Linked DNA regions of Sus scrofa: all the other regions are linked to region 2. The links are chromatin contacts, called in public HiChIP or PLAC-seq maps. All regions are on one chromosome and are shown on one strand. The core of a region is the stretch at or near the end of the contact, and the rest is flanking DNA. Distances in the headings are between cores, read along the strand shown. Region 1 overlaps ZMYND8 (protein kinase C-binding protein 1). Region 2 has its middle 34 kb from the start of ZMYND8. Region 3 overlaps NCOA3 (nuclear receptor coactivator 3). Region 4 overlaps NCOA3 (nuclear receptor coactivator 3).

The links. HiChIP or PLAC-seq counts read pairs in DNA pulled down with a chosen protein or histone mark.
Region 1: an H3K27ac HiChIP or PLAC-seq map of skeletal muscle shows a contact between it and region 2. The contact joins two enhancer-like sites. A contact is called at or near these places in 2 of 5 promoter capture datasets (fetal liver and liver), 11 of 47 Hi-C or Micro-C datasets (alveolar macrophages, blood, brain and 7 more) and 2 of 2 datasets of contacts at active chromatin or transcription factors (alveolar macrophages and skeletal muscle).
Region 3: an H3K27ac HiChIP or PLAC-seq map of alveolar macrophages shows a contact between it and region 2. The contact joins two enhancer-like sites.
Region 4: a contact with region 2 is called in an H3K27ac HiChIP or PLAC-seq map of alveolar macrophages. The contact joins two enhancer-like sites. A contact is called at or near these places in 1 of 5 promoter capture datasets (liver), 16 of 47 Hi-C or Micro-C datasets (alveolar macrophages, brain, embryonic fibroblasts and 9 more) and 2 of 2 datasets of contacts at active chromatin or transcription factors (alveolar macrophages and skeletal muscle).

What each region holds. Positions count from the first base shown.
Region 1 is chr17:49,291,475-49,294,549 of Sscrofa11.1, forward strand. All of the region lies in intron 14 of ZMYND8 (protein kinase C-binding protein 1), which reads right to left. Among named protein-coding and RNA genes, the nearest start is that of ZMYND8, 97 kb to the right of the region's middle. Within about 2 kb of position 1,332, at least 13 of the 83 cell types and tissues checked have an H3K27ac peak or open chromatin away from gene starts, as enhancers often do. A contact at or near this core is called in fetal liver, liver and skeletal muscle, where this site is marked.
Region 2 is chr17:49,422,972-49,425,828 of Sscrofa11.1, forward strand. No RefSeq gene overlaps it. Among named protein-coding and RNA genes, the nearest start is that of ZMYND8, 34 kb to the left of the region's middle. Within about 2 kb of position 1,385, at least 57 of the 83 cell types and tissues checked have an H3K27ac peak or open chromatin away from gene starts, as enhancers often do. A contact at or near this core is called in alveolar macrophages, fetal liver, liver and 1 more, where this site is marked.
Region 3 is chr17:49,597,803-49,600,664 of Sscrofa11.1, forward strand. All of the region lies in intron 2 of NCOA3 (nuclear receptor coactivator 3), which reads left to right. Among named protein-coding and RNA genes, the nearest start is that of NCOA3, 71 kb to the left of the region's middle. Within about 2 kb of position 1,394, at least 10 of the 83 cell types and tissues checked have an H3K27ac peak or open chromatin away from gene starts, as enhancers often do. A contact at or near this core is called in alveolar macrophages, where this site is marked.
Region 4 is chr17:49,624,055-49,626,788 of Sscrofa11.1, forward strand. All of the region lies in intron 2 of NCOA3 (nuclear receptor coactivator 3), which reads left to right. Among named protein-coding and RNA genes, the nearest start is that of NCOA3, 97 kb to the left of the region's middle. Within about 2 kb of position 1,412, at least 18 of the 83 cell types and tissues checked have an H3K27ac peak or open chromatin away from gene starts, as enhancers often do. A contact at or near this core is called in alveolar macrophages, where this site is marked.

The DNA of each region.
Region 1 (3,075 bases), core at 82-2,581, 130 kb before region 2:
CTCTCAGGAATGAAGAGACACACTGCATTCCCGAAGGAAAAAGCATAAAGTTGGAAAAGAAGTCTCTCGCAAAAATACTTTCCATGAAGGGGGTTAAGCAGGAGGGAGGGCGCTGCCCGAGTGACCGGAAGACGCTGGGTCCTCCTAACATTTTTACGCAGTTAGCAGATTTCACAGTGAAAACGTCACCAACCATACCAGGGGTCAGCAACCTCTTTCCATAAAGGGCCAGAGAGTAAATCAGGCTCTGCAGGTACAAAGGCTCTGCTGCAAAAACAGCCAAAAGAGGATGTGTTAAATAAATGGATGTGGCTGTGTTCCAATAAAACTTTATTTCCAAACACAAGTGAGGGGGCCAGCCTTGGTCCACAGGTGGTAAACGTCCCCAGCTCCTGTACTAGTCCAGGGACTGCTAACCTTGGCTGCAGACTGAGATGAGAGCTTTAAAAAATCCTGATGCCTCAGCCCCACCCCTAGTAACTGAATTCGGTGGCCTGGGGGAAGGCCTAGGCGTTGGCCACTTAAAAGTTTCCCAGATGGGGGCGCAGTGGTTAACGAATCCGACTAGGAACCATGAGGTTGCGGGTTCGATCCCTGCCCTTGCTCAGTGGGTTAACGATCCGGCGTTGCCGTGAGCTGCGGTATAGGTCGCAGATGCCGCTCGGATCCCGCATTGCTGTGGCTCTGGCGTAGGCTGGCAGCTACAGCTCCGATTAGACCCCTAGCCTGGGAATCTCCATATGCCTCAGGAGCGGCCCTAAAAAAAAAAAAAAAAAAAAGAAGAAGAAGAAGAAAAGAAAAAAAGAAAATGTAGAAACGGCAAAAAATAAATAAATAAATAAAAGTTTCCCGGGTGATTCTAACTGGCAGGTAGAGTGGAGAGCCCCCCTGCACTGGACCAATCTTGTCTGTGGGTAAAGAAAACTCTACGATTTGCCTTAACCCTTGTGTATCTAAACCGGGGGTTCACAAAAACAAATCTACGCTCCTAGAATAATTGCGTAACGGTTCTCAGATCAATGAGGTTCTCAGATCAATGAGCTACTTAAGGTAATGTTTATTCTAACAAGAAAGCACCAAACGCCAGGGAGGGGGCTGTGATCAGGTCCCAAGAAGCGGACCCTCAGGACTTTAGCCAAAGGTAATTATCTTTCTCCAAGTTTTAGCTCTGCTCCGCAGTCTCCTTCAGCGCCTGCTAGCTTATCAGGACTCCTCCCAGCCCTGCCCTTCTATATCGGGAATATCTGCAGAATCCACCCAGGCTGCCAACACTGTGAACTTTTCAGCTGATATGAAGACAGCTTAGGCTATAAATGGAAACCAGGGATTAAAAAAAAATAAAATAACCCACGCTAGAGGCACGATCTCACATTGCTGGAGGGAGCATAAATCAGAACCACCCTTTAGAGAGCCACTTGGCCCATCTCTCGAAATGTCAACAGCTCGTGGCCTCTGACCCCTCGCTCCACTTCCAGGAATGTATCCTGTGGATTCCCCCTGACGTGGGCAGAAGGGTCTTCACGGCAGCTGTTTCCAACAGCAGAAAATGGAAAACCACTGAGGCTCCATAAATAAGGCGCCTGGATAAGTAAGTTACACCCCACCTTTAAAGGGCATAAAATACAGCTGCTAAAATAACACGGCGGCAGGGCTCCCTATGCGGTGATGTGGAAAGCCCATCCTCTTACTGAAAAGAAAAGATCCAGTAAAGGACATTAGCCTCGGGGTGGCGGAGAAAAGAAGGAAAGGGAATAGAGATACAAATCCCTATGTTCTTGGGGTTTTTTCTCAGCGTTGACATTGAGAGCTGGGTAAGCTCTGTTGTGTGGAGTAGGAGGTGGGGGGCCAGGAGCCATCGACCCTGGCCCCACCCACTAGATGCCAGTGACACCACGTCCCAGTGGGGATAATAAAAAGTGTCCAGGGAGTTTCCCTTACGGCTTGGCAGTAACAAACCCAACTAGTATCCATGAGGATGCGGTTCGATCCCTGGCCTTGCTCAGTGGGTTCAGGATCTGGTGATGCCATGAGCTGCGGTGTGGGTCGAAGATGCAGCTTAGATCCCACATTGCTCTGGCTGTGGTGTAGGCTGGCAGCTATAGCTCTGATTCGACCCCTAGCCTGGAAACTTTCATATGCTGTAGGGGTGACAGCAGGACAAAAAAAAGGCAGAAAGACTTTCTCCACTGCGGGCATCTCTGACAAGCCTCAATGCACATCTTGGTCACTAGCTGGATGACTGAACATCTGTGTCTGCTGAGCCCACAGCAAATAGTGTGTGTGAGAGAAGAGGAGACAGGATTCCCGGAGAGAGAAACAGGAGTCTGGGGGAATTAGGAAAAGAGGAAAGAATCAGGCCTTCCACTCTCGCCACAAACTCATCCTTATTTAGGACTTAAAATAAGCAGAGGCACAGAAGGGGGCTGGAACCATCCACGGGGCTCAGCTCCTATTTTAGAGCAGAGACAAGAGGCCCAAGACAGCAAATGAGGGCCTGATGAGTTAGCAAGCCAGACCTTCTTCGCTCCTTTTTGAAACAAAACGTATCCGAAGAGTAGTGAAGTATCCAACGGGTAACCCATGGACTGAGTTTTATATCATGGGTTGTATTTGTTTGACACAAAGAGACCTTTTCTATTTAATGAAATTGATAGTCAATTCTTAGAAACTAAAAAAAATTCACATAAAAATCTAGATTTCTGGGAGTTCCCGACGTGGCGCAATGGTTAACGAATCCGACTAGGAACCATGAGGTTGCGGGTTCGGTCCCTGCCCTTGCTCAGTGGGTTAACGATCCGGCGTTGCCGGGAGCTGTGGTGTAGGTTGCAGACGCGGCTTGGATCCCACGTTGCTGTGGCTCTGGCGTAGGCCGGTGGCTACAGCTCCGATTCGACCCCTAGCCTGGGAACCTCCATATGCCGCGGGAGCGGCCCAAAGAAATAGCAAAAAGACAAAAAAAAAAAAATCTAGATTTCTGTTTGTCTTGAAAACAGTCTGACAACACAGGTTCAACAGGCAGGAGCTGCTTCCTTTAGAAAACCACGTTGTCCTTCAGGCAACCATCCAAATCCTCCA
Region 2 (2,857 bases), core at 135-2,634:
GGAACTCCGAACAACAGGGCTCTTTTGGTCATTATTTTGAGGAGTCAAAAGCTAACATTGGAATTCCTTTGATTAGAAATCTATATTTTAGGAGTTCCCATCGTGGCTCATCAGTAATGAACCCAACTAGTATCCATGAGGATACAGGTTTGATCCCTGGCCTCGCTCACTGGGTTAAGGATCTGGCATTGCTGTGAGCTGTAGCGTAGATTGCAGTCTCGGCTTGGGTCTGACATTGCTGTGGCTGTGGTATAGGCTGGCAGCTGCAGCTCCAATTTGACTCCTAGCCTGGGAACTTCCATACGCTGTGGGTGCGGCCCTAAAAAAAAAAAAGAGAAAGAAAACAAACAAATAAAAGAGATCTACCTTTTACACTAAGGAATCCATTGCCTGATAGAGAAGAAAGCATCCATGGGCAAGGCGATGCTGATGTAGCATAGTCACCATAGGTCATATGCTGTAAAATTGCCAGTCTGTGCTATCTGTCCATTGGTCCAAACGTGCCAGCTCCCCTTCCTCCACTAGAACAAACAAACTGTTTCTTTGTATTCTAGAAGAAGCAGTTGTTTATCGGTAAATTCTATGTAAATATGCACCTTTAATTGCTAGAATCACACCTTCTATAAGAAAGCTCCTGGGGTGACCAGCTCCTCCCAGTTTGTCTGGGATTGTACCAGTTCAGTTGTTTTATTTTGTTTTGTTTCTGTTGTTATTTTATTTTATTTTTTTGGCCACTCAACCTGCATGTGAGTTCTCCGAATTAATCTGCATTTTTTTTTTTTTTTTTTGTCTTTTGTTTTTTTCTAGGGCCGAACCCATGGCATATGGAGGTTCCCAGGCTAGGGGTCTAATCGGAGCTACAGTTGCCTGCCTACACCACAGCCACAGCAACGTAGGATCCAAGCTGCGACTGCAACCTACACCACAGCTCACGGCAACGCTGGACCCTTAACCCACTGAGCGATGCCAGGGATCAAACCTGCAACCTCATGGCTCCTAGTCGGATTCGTTAACCACTGCGCCACAATGGGAACTCCCCAAATTGAAATTTCTAGCAGTGACTACACTGGGAGCCCACCGTACATTGCTTATTAATCATTAACTCACCTTCCTGATATGCATTTCTATTTTCATATATTAATATGTTCTCTGCTTAAGGGGAAGAAAAGTCTGTTGCTGTAACAAAATGTAGGCGTTTTAACAAGGCTGCCTTCGCCCTGGCCTGGCCACCCACTCCTGCCCCCCTCAGTCTTTCATTCTGAGTGAGAGGTACCCTAGCGACAGAGAAGGCAGCCTCTGGAGCAGGGCTGGGACCCAGGGGAGGCCAGAGAGGCCCAAGGCCCCAGATTTAAGGAGGCACCGGCTCTCAGGCGCCCGCTCAGCCCTCCCATAACCCTGAGTGTCAGCGCCTCCTTAAAAGCTGCATGCTGGGTGCCTCCTTGCTCCACCCTAGGCCCGGCCCTCTTTTCTTCCAGGGCTACTGAGTCCTGGCTCTGAGACTGACCAGGACGTGGCCAGGCCCTATGACATGTAATGTCCCCGAGAGTCGTCTTCAGCAGTCAAGTGGGGAGCATGGTGAGGATTGGGTGAGGTGGTGCTTTGCAAACTGCAAGTGCTTAACTGTTTGCCGCCCTTTAATCAACTCTTCCCTGGGCCAAGGCCAGGCCAGGAGCTTCCTGGAGTTTCTCTAGTTTCTTCCTTATTCGTGGAAGCCTGTATCGCAATTCTGATTCTACTGATGAGGAAACCAGGCTCTGAACCCAGGTCTCCCTCTGACCCCAGCACTTTCTTCACTACCCAGAGAGGGAGGCTTTATTATAAATAGCAAGTTATGGAGTTCCCTTTGTGGCTCAGTGGTTAATGAACCTGACTAGGATCCATGAGGATGTGGGTTCAATCCCTGGCCTTGGTCCGTAGGTTAAGGATCCGGTGTCGCCCTGAGCTGTGGTGTAGGTCGCAGATGTCGCTCTGATCTGGCGTTGCTGTGGCTGTGATGTTAAGCTGGCAGCTGCAGCTCCAATTCCATACCTAGCCTGGGAATTGCCATATGCTGCAGGTGTGGCCCTAAAAAGAAAAAATAAAGTCAATGAAACAATTTTTTTTTTTCCAATGCAATCAAATAGCTGTGATTTTAGGGGAAATCTCTTTACCTTTCAGAGCTGACTCGAGTACTATCAGAATCATCCAGAGGGTTTATTAAACACCAAAAGACCTACCCCATAAAGGAAACAAAAGATCTGGGTTGGGACTGTGAATCTGCATTTCTAGCAAGCCCTCAGGTGCTGCTGCTGATCCAGGGAACGCAGTTTGAGAATCCTTGCTCTGAGCCGATTACCAGGATAAGGAACAACTCCTGATCAGGTCACCATCTCCCACTGCAGATCAGCACCTGCAAATTGTATCGCACTGCATCCTTACAGCAATGGGGTCCCATGATTATCAGTATTTTATGGAGGAGATAAACCAGGCTCCCACATGTGAAGTGACTTGGCCAGGGTGACACAGCCAGAAAGTTGCTAAGGTCTGCGTTTGAGCCCTGGCCCATGTCATTAAAGGCAGGAGAAATCCTGTGCGGTCAATTTCTTTCGAGGCATCAAAACAAGCTCTCCCTCCAGCTGCTGCAGCTCACCCTGAAATCCGCCCAGCACACCCAAGGCTATAATAGGTAAAAGCCTCTTACTTGATTCAGCTGTTAGCAGAGCGGTGGGCGCTGAGCTCCGTGGAGGAATGGCGCCCCCTGGTGTCTGTCTGGAGAGCCGCGTTCTGCTCCCCTGGCGGGGCGCTCTGGGTTTCTGAGTCACTGGCATTCTTGGGCCCCCGTTAGGAACATGGAAAATATTATTCAGTTCATTCCATC
Region 3 (2,862 bases), core at 144-2,643, 170 kb after region 2:
GTATAGTGTGCTTCTTTCCCCAAATACTTTGCTTTATTTCTTGAGACTAGGGTCATTCTCTTGTATAATTATTGTATAGTTATCAACTTTATAAGTGGACATCAATATGAATCTGTTGTCCATCTTCCAGTTTTGTCAGTTGACTTAATAAAAATCTCTCATAACGTTTTCCTTGCTTCCTGTAACAGAATCTAGTCTAGGGTCAGGTATTCCATGTAGTTAGTATTTTTTTTTTTTTTTTTAGCCTTCGTTTTCCTGGAATATTTCCACAGCCTTTCTTTGTCTTTTATGACATTGACATTTTTGAAGAACTCAACTCTTCCATTCCCTTAATAGAATGTTCTTAATTTTATGTTTGAAGAATTGCTGCAGTGAAAATGAGGTTCTGTGTTCTTGGCTGGATACTGCATAGGTGATGTGATACCCTGAGAAAGGTACACAACTTCTGTAGGCACTTCTTTCCCTCATTGGGATGTTATTTTTTTTTCCCTTTTTTGGCCACCTGGTTCCCACGCCAGGGGTCAGACCCAAGCCCTAAGTTGCGACTTAAGCAGCAGATCCTTAACCCACTGTGCCAGGGCTGAGGAGGGGGTGGGGGTGGGGGGAAGGTGTCAAAACTGCGTCCCAGCACTGCTGATCCCATTGCGCCATGGCAGGAACTCTTGGGATGTTAGTTTTTATTACTTGGACGAAGTGTTGCCAGATTTCTTCACTGCATAGTTTTTTTTTTTTTTTCCCTTTTGCAAGCAGTAAGCAATCTTTGGGAAGACAGTGATACTACCATGATTCTCATCACATTTTGTCTTAAATTTAGCATTTATTGATGATTCTTAATCTAATTTTTTACTGTAATGGTTCCAAAATGTTCATGTTCTCATTCCAGCATCCCCTACACATATAACCCTTTCGCTTTTAACATTCTTCAAGAGCCCTGTCTATTGGTATAGGCCATGAATTCCTATGTTTTGAATTGTTTGCATTTCATTACTCAATTATTTCGATGCTCAAATTATCTTAGATTTGTACAGTGGAAATCCTTTAATCATGTGCTTGTGCCTTTGTGGGGAGTAGTCTGAGAGACCAAGATCTCTGGGGGTAGGTGCTCTCATTGCTATTGAGTTGTCTCTTAGCCCTTTCAGTGGACAGAACTAGGAAATAGATGCTTGTTTATACATGTACATACATGCGCATGTACAGAAACATACTTGTACATCACAAATGTTCATGGCAACGTACATTTATGTAGTTTAGACATCATGAGTTTATGTCAATATGTCTGGTTTCACTTCAAGTTTCTTTGTTTCCACTATTCTATAATACGTCTACTAAAATAATTTCAGAATTGCTTTGCTCATTTCATTACAGTAATTTGTGTTTAGTGCGCCACTTCCTGTAACCATCCTGCCAAAGCCTGAGAGGAAGTACTGTATTCTTAAATTACTTAAATTAGCCTTCCCTCCTCCTACCATCCCTTTCCTCCCCATTTTATTTCCCACCCTTACTTTCTGCATGATGTAGCTAGGATATTTGCTAGAAATGAAATTAGGTTTATTTATTTATATGCTTGAGTTTCAGCTTTTTTAAAAAAAATGCCCTTTCCCATTCTGATTGGTTTTATTTTTGATTTATGTAGAATATGAACATGTTTTCAAAAGCAAAATATAAAAAAGATGCACATTCTCTTCTGTATCCCTTCCATCACATTTCCCCCCATTTCTTAGGAGTAATCACCTTTCAATGTTTTCTGAAGTGGTTCCTTTTTTTTCTCTCCCTCCCTCTCTCTCTCTTTTTCCTTCCTTCCTTCCATCCTTCCTTCCTTCCTTCCATCTGTCCGTCTTTTTAGGGCTGTGCCTGTGGTATGTGAAAGTTCCCCAGCTAGAGGTCGAATCAGAGCTGCTGATTCTGGCTGCTGGCCTGCGCCACAGCAGCGCCAGATCCGTTAACCCACTGAGTGGGGCCAAGGATCAGACCCTCGTCCTCATGGATGCTAGTTGGGTTTGTTATTGCTGAGACATGACAGGAACCGTTCCTTTTCTTTTTATGGCTGCATCTGCAGCATAAGGAAGTTCCCAGGCAAGGGGTCAAATGGGAGCTACAGCTGCCGGCCTGCACCACAGCCACAGCAACACAGATCTGGGCCACATCTGTGACCTACGCTGCAGCTTGTGGCAATGCCAGATCCTTAACCCACTGAGTGAGGCCAGGGACCGAACCCGAATCCTTAGGACACTGTGTTGGGTTCTTTTTTTTTTTTTTTAGATAGTTGATTTACAGTGTACTGTCAATTTCTGCTGTACAGCAAAGTGACCCAGTCATACATACATACACATTCTTTTTCTCACATTATCCTCCATCATGTTTCATCACAAGTGACTAGAGTTATTTTGTTTTTTTGCTTTTTAGGGCCACACATGTGGCATATGGAGGTTCCAAAGCTAGGGGTCGAATCAGAGCTGTAGCTGCCGGCCTGCACCACAGCCCTAGCAACACCAGATCTGAGCTACATCTGCAACCTACACCACAGCTCACGGCAACAGTGGATCCTTAACCCACTGAGTGAGGCCGAGGATCGAACCTGCATCCTCATGAGTGCCAGTCAGATTCGTTTCCACCACGTCGCAAGGGAACACCTGTGTTGGATTCTTAATGCCTGTGTTTCTTTTTGTCATGACAAGCAGATACATGTAAATTTTATTTTTTTTGTTTGTTTACACAAAAGGTAGCATACTGTATATATTCTTTTGCACTTTGCTCTTTGCACTTACTAATAATCTCCTGGAAATAATTCTGTATGATTCATTTTTCAAAATTATAAAATTTATAGAACATTAAACTTATTCTGATCATTTTTAAGTGTCCATT
Region 4 (2,734 bases), core at 162-2,661, 200 kb after region 2:
GAAAAATAATGGAAATACTTCACTGAATAAATTTAAGGGGTGTGCCGTGATGCTTTTACATATATTGTAAAATGATTGCCACAACAGGTTCAGCTAACATGTCATTTCATACAAATACAGTAAAAAGGAAAGAAGAAAAAGTTTCCTCCTTGTGATGAGAACTCTTAGGATTGACTTTTTTGCCTTAAAAGTTTTTTTTTAATTGAAGGATTTACTCTTTTAACAACTTTCCTTTTTATCATGCAGCAGGGTTATAGTCATATTGTATATTACACCCCTAGTACTTATTGACCATTCTTAATACACTTGGCGAAGTGGGTTTTGATTTGAGCCAGTTTAGTTGTATGAATGGTTTTATAAGAGTTCATAATTATTTTTTTTGCCTCAAATGTTCTCTAACGGTAATGAGGTGCTCCCAGCTTCATTTACTCCACAGGCATAGGCAGGTTTTATGAAGTACACAGAGAAGCTCTTTAAAGTCATGAGTCATCAAACTGACCTTTGAACAAAAAAAAAAAAAAACAAAACCAAGCTACGTCTTATTTAGATTGAGGGATCTTTTCATCCGATTCCTCAGTAGTTTATATTCTTGCTTGCGGCAGACTTCTTCCCTTGAACAGTCTTGACCTAGAGGCACAGAGTTTTCGCTCCGTGTAGCATAGCAGCTCTGTTTTGGAGGGGACTAAGGAGGCAGTTGTAGTTAGTTTGGATTTTGATATTTGACATTGCTACCAGTGCTACACAACCTTGACAGGTAAATGATCTTAGGAGTGCATTCTTACTTTCTTCATGGACTTTGCTGTACCTGCTCTCATTTGTTATTTGTATTATTGTCGTCCATGAAATCAGTAGTGCCTTTTGGAGATTGATTTGAAGAGTATATATCTTTCATCAGACATACAACTTTTGGGGATATAGAAGCATTATTTTTCAAAAAGCTTCTTTTGAATTTAAGGTTATTTAGGCTAGGATGGAATTATAATCACTGAAGAGTAATAAGCTGTGAGGTCAGAAAAAGAAAAAAGGCACTGGAAGCAGCAAGGACTGAGCACAGACTAACGTGTAGTCTAGATGGTGACCCATCCAGGAAGTCTCATGAGTCAGGCCAGCCATGTCGTGTTGCTAGACTTAGAGATCATCTGCTCCCACCTCTTTGCTTTTAGGGAAGGGAATCCAGCTAAGATATGCTTTTCCCTTGGTATATCTTATTCTCTCTTTCTACCTTCAATACCTTTTCTTTCTAAAATTAATTTGAAGTGTTTTATCAGCTTCACATTTCCACATTGTTAGTTTTTGAGATGTTACTGTTGCAGGGTAGCTTCTTTATGTTTTTGATATTGGTGGGCAGGGCCAGCTTGAGTACTGTAGGAGGAAGTGTCTTGTTCAAGGTTTGTTTTTTTGTTTTTAACTGCGCAGGCACTCCATATTAGGAATATCTGTCTTGTAGTTGACCCATGGTGACTATTGCATGTATCATGCACTGCTTGATTAGTGCTACTTCCTATAGCATCTTTGCTATTCTCAGCCATTGAATTACCATGTGGCTAATGATATCAGCTCTTAAGTTTTATTTCATTTATTTTTTTATTTTATAATGATTTTTATTTTTTCCATTATAGCTGGTTTACAGTGTGCTGTCAGTTTTCTCCTGTATAGCAAGGTGACCCAGTCACACATACATACATACATTCTTTTTTCTCACATTATCATGCTCCATCATAAGTGACTAGATATAGTTCCCAGTGCTATATAGCAAGATCTCATTGCTTATCCATTCCAAAGGCAGTAGTTTGAGCTCTTAAGTTTTAACATTTCTTTTTTTTTTTTTTTGTCTTTTGTTGTTGTTGTTGTTGTTGTTGTTATTGTTGCTATTTCTTGGGCCGCTCCCGCGGCATATGGAGGTTCCCAGGCTAGGGGTTGAATCGGAGCTGTAGCCACCGGCCTACGCCAGAGCCACAGCAACGCAGGATCCGAGCCTCGTCTGCCACCTACACCACAGCTCACGGCAACACCAGATCGTTAACCCACTGAGCAAGGGCAGGGACCGAACCCACAGCCTCATGGTTCCTAGTCGGATTCGTTAACCACTGCGCCACGACGGGAACTCCAACATTTCTTAAAGTATCTTCTCTGAGTCAGAAAGAATGGATTAGGGGAGAATAGGGCACAGGCTGTGATCATCTCTCCTTTATATCTTCTTTGCTTATTAATTAAAGTTATATCAGATTTTATTTCTGTGCACACACCCTTCTAACTCTGACCGCTTATCTTAGTCCAGAGCTTTATTGCTTACCTCAAGGGGTCTAAACACTCTCTCTCCTCTTTTTTTTCTTTACTGCTCATATTTTCATTATGTGCCAACAGACATTCTTAAGTATAAATAATACTTTTGATATAGAGACATTTATATCTATCAAAGAAAAATGAAACCACGAACTCGAAATAAAGAGAGACCATGAAAAAGAACCAGCACTGTGTGCTTTTACGTAGTCCTTTGAAGGTACTTGGATAACCTCTTCAGAATCTTCTAAAAGGTACCTACTTATTCTCTGATTATACCTGGGTATCTTAAGACACAGACTTCTATGGAGATAGTTTGATCCTATTTTCATGGCCTCACGTTAGCTACTACCTGCCACTCATGTCACTATTTCACTGGGAGAATGTTTTGAATTCTAGTCAACTATTTGTAAGTTGAGGATAGCCTGAATAGTTCTGGCTCATTTATTTGTCT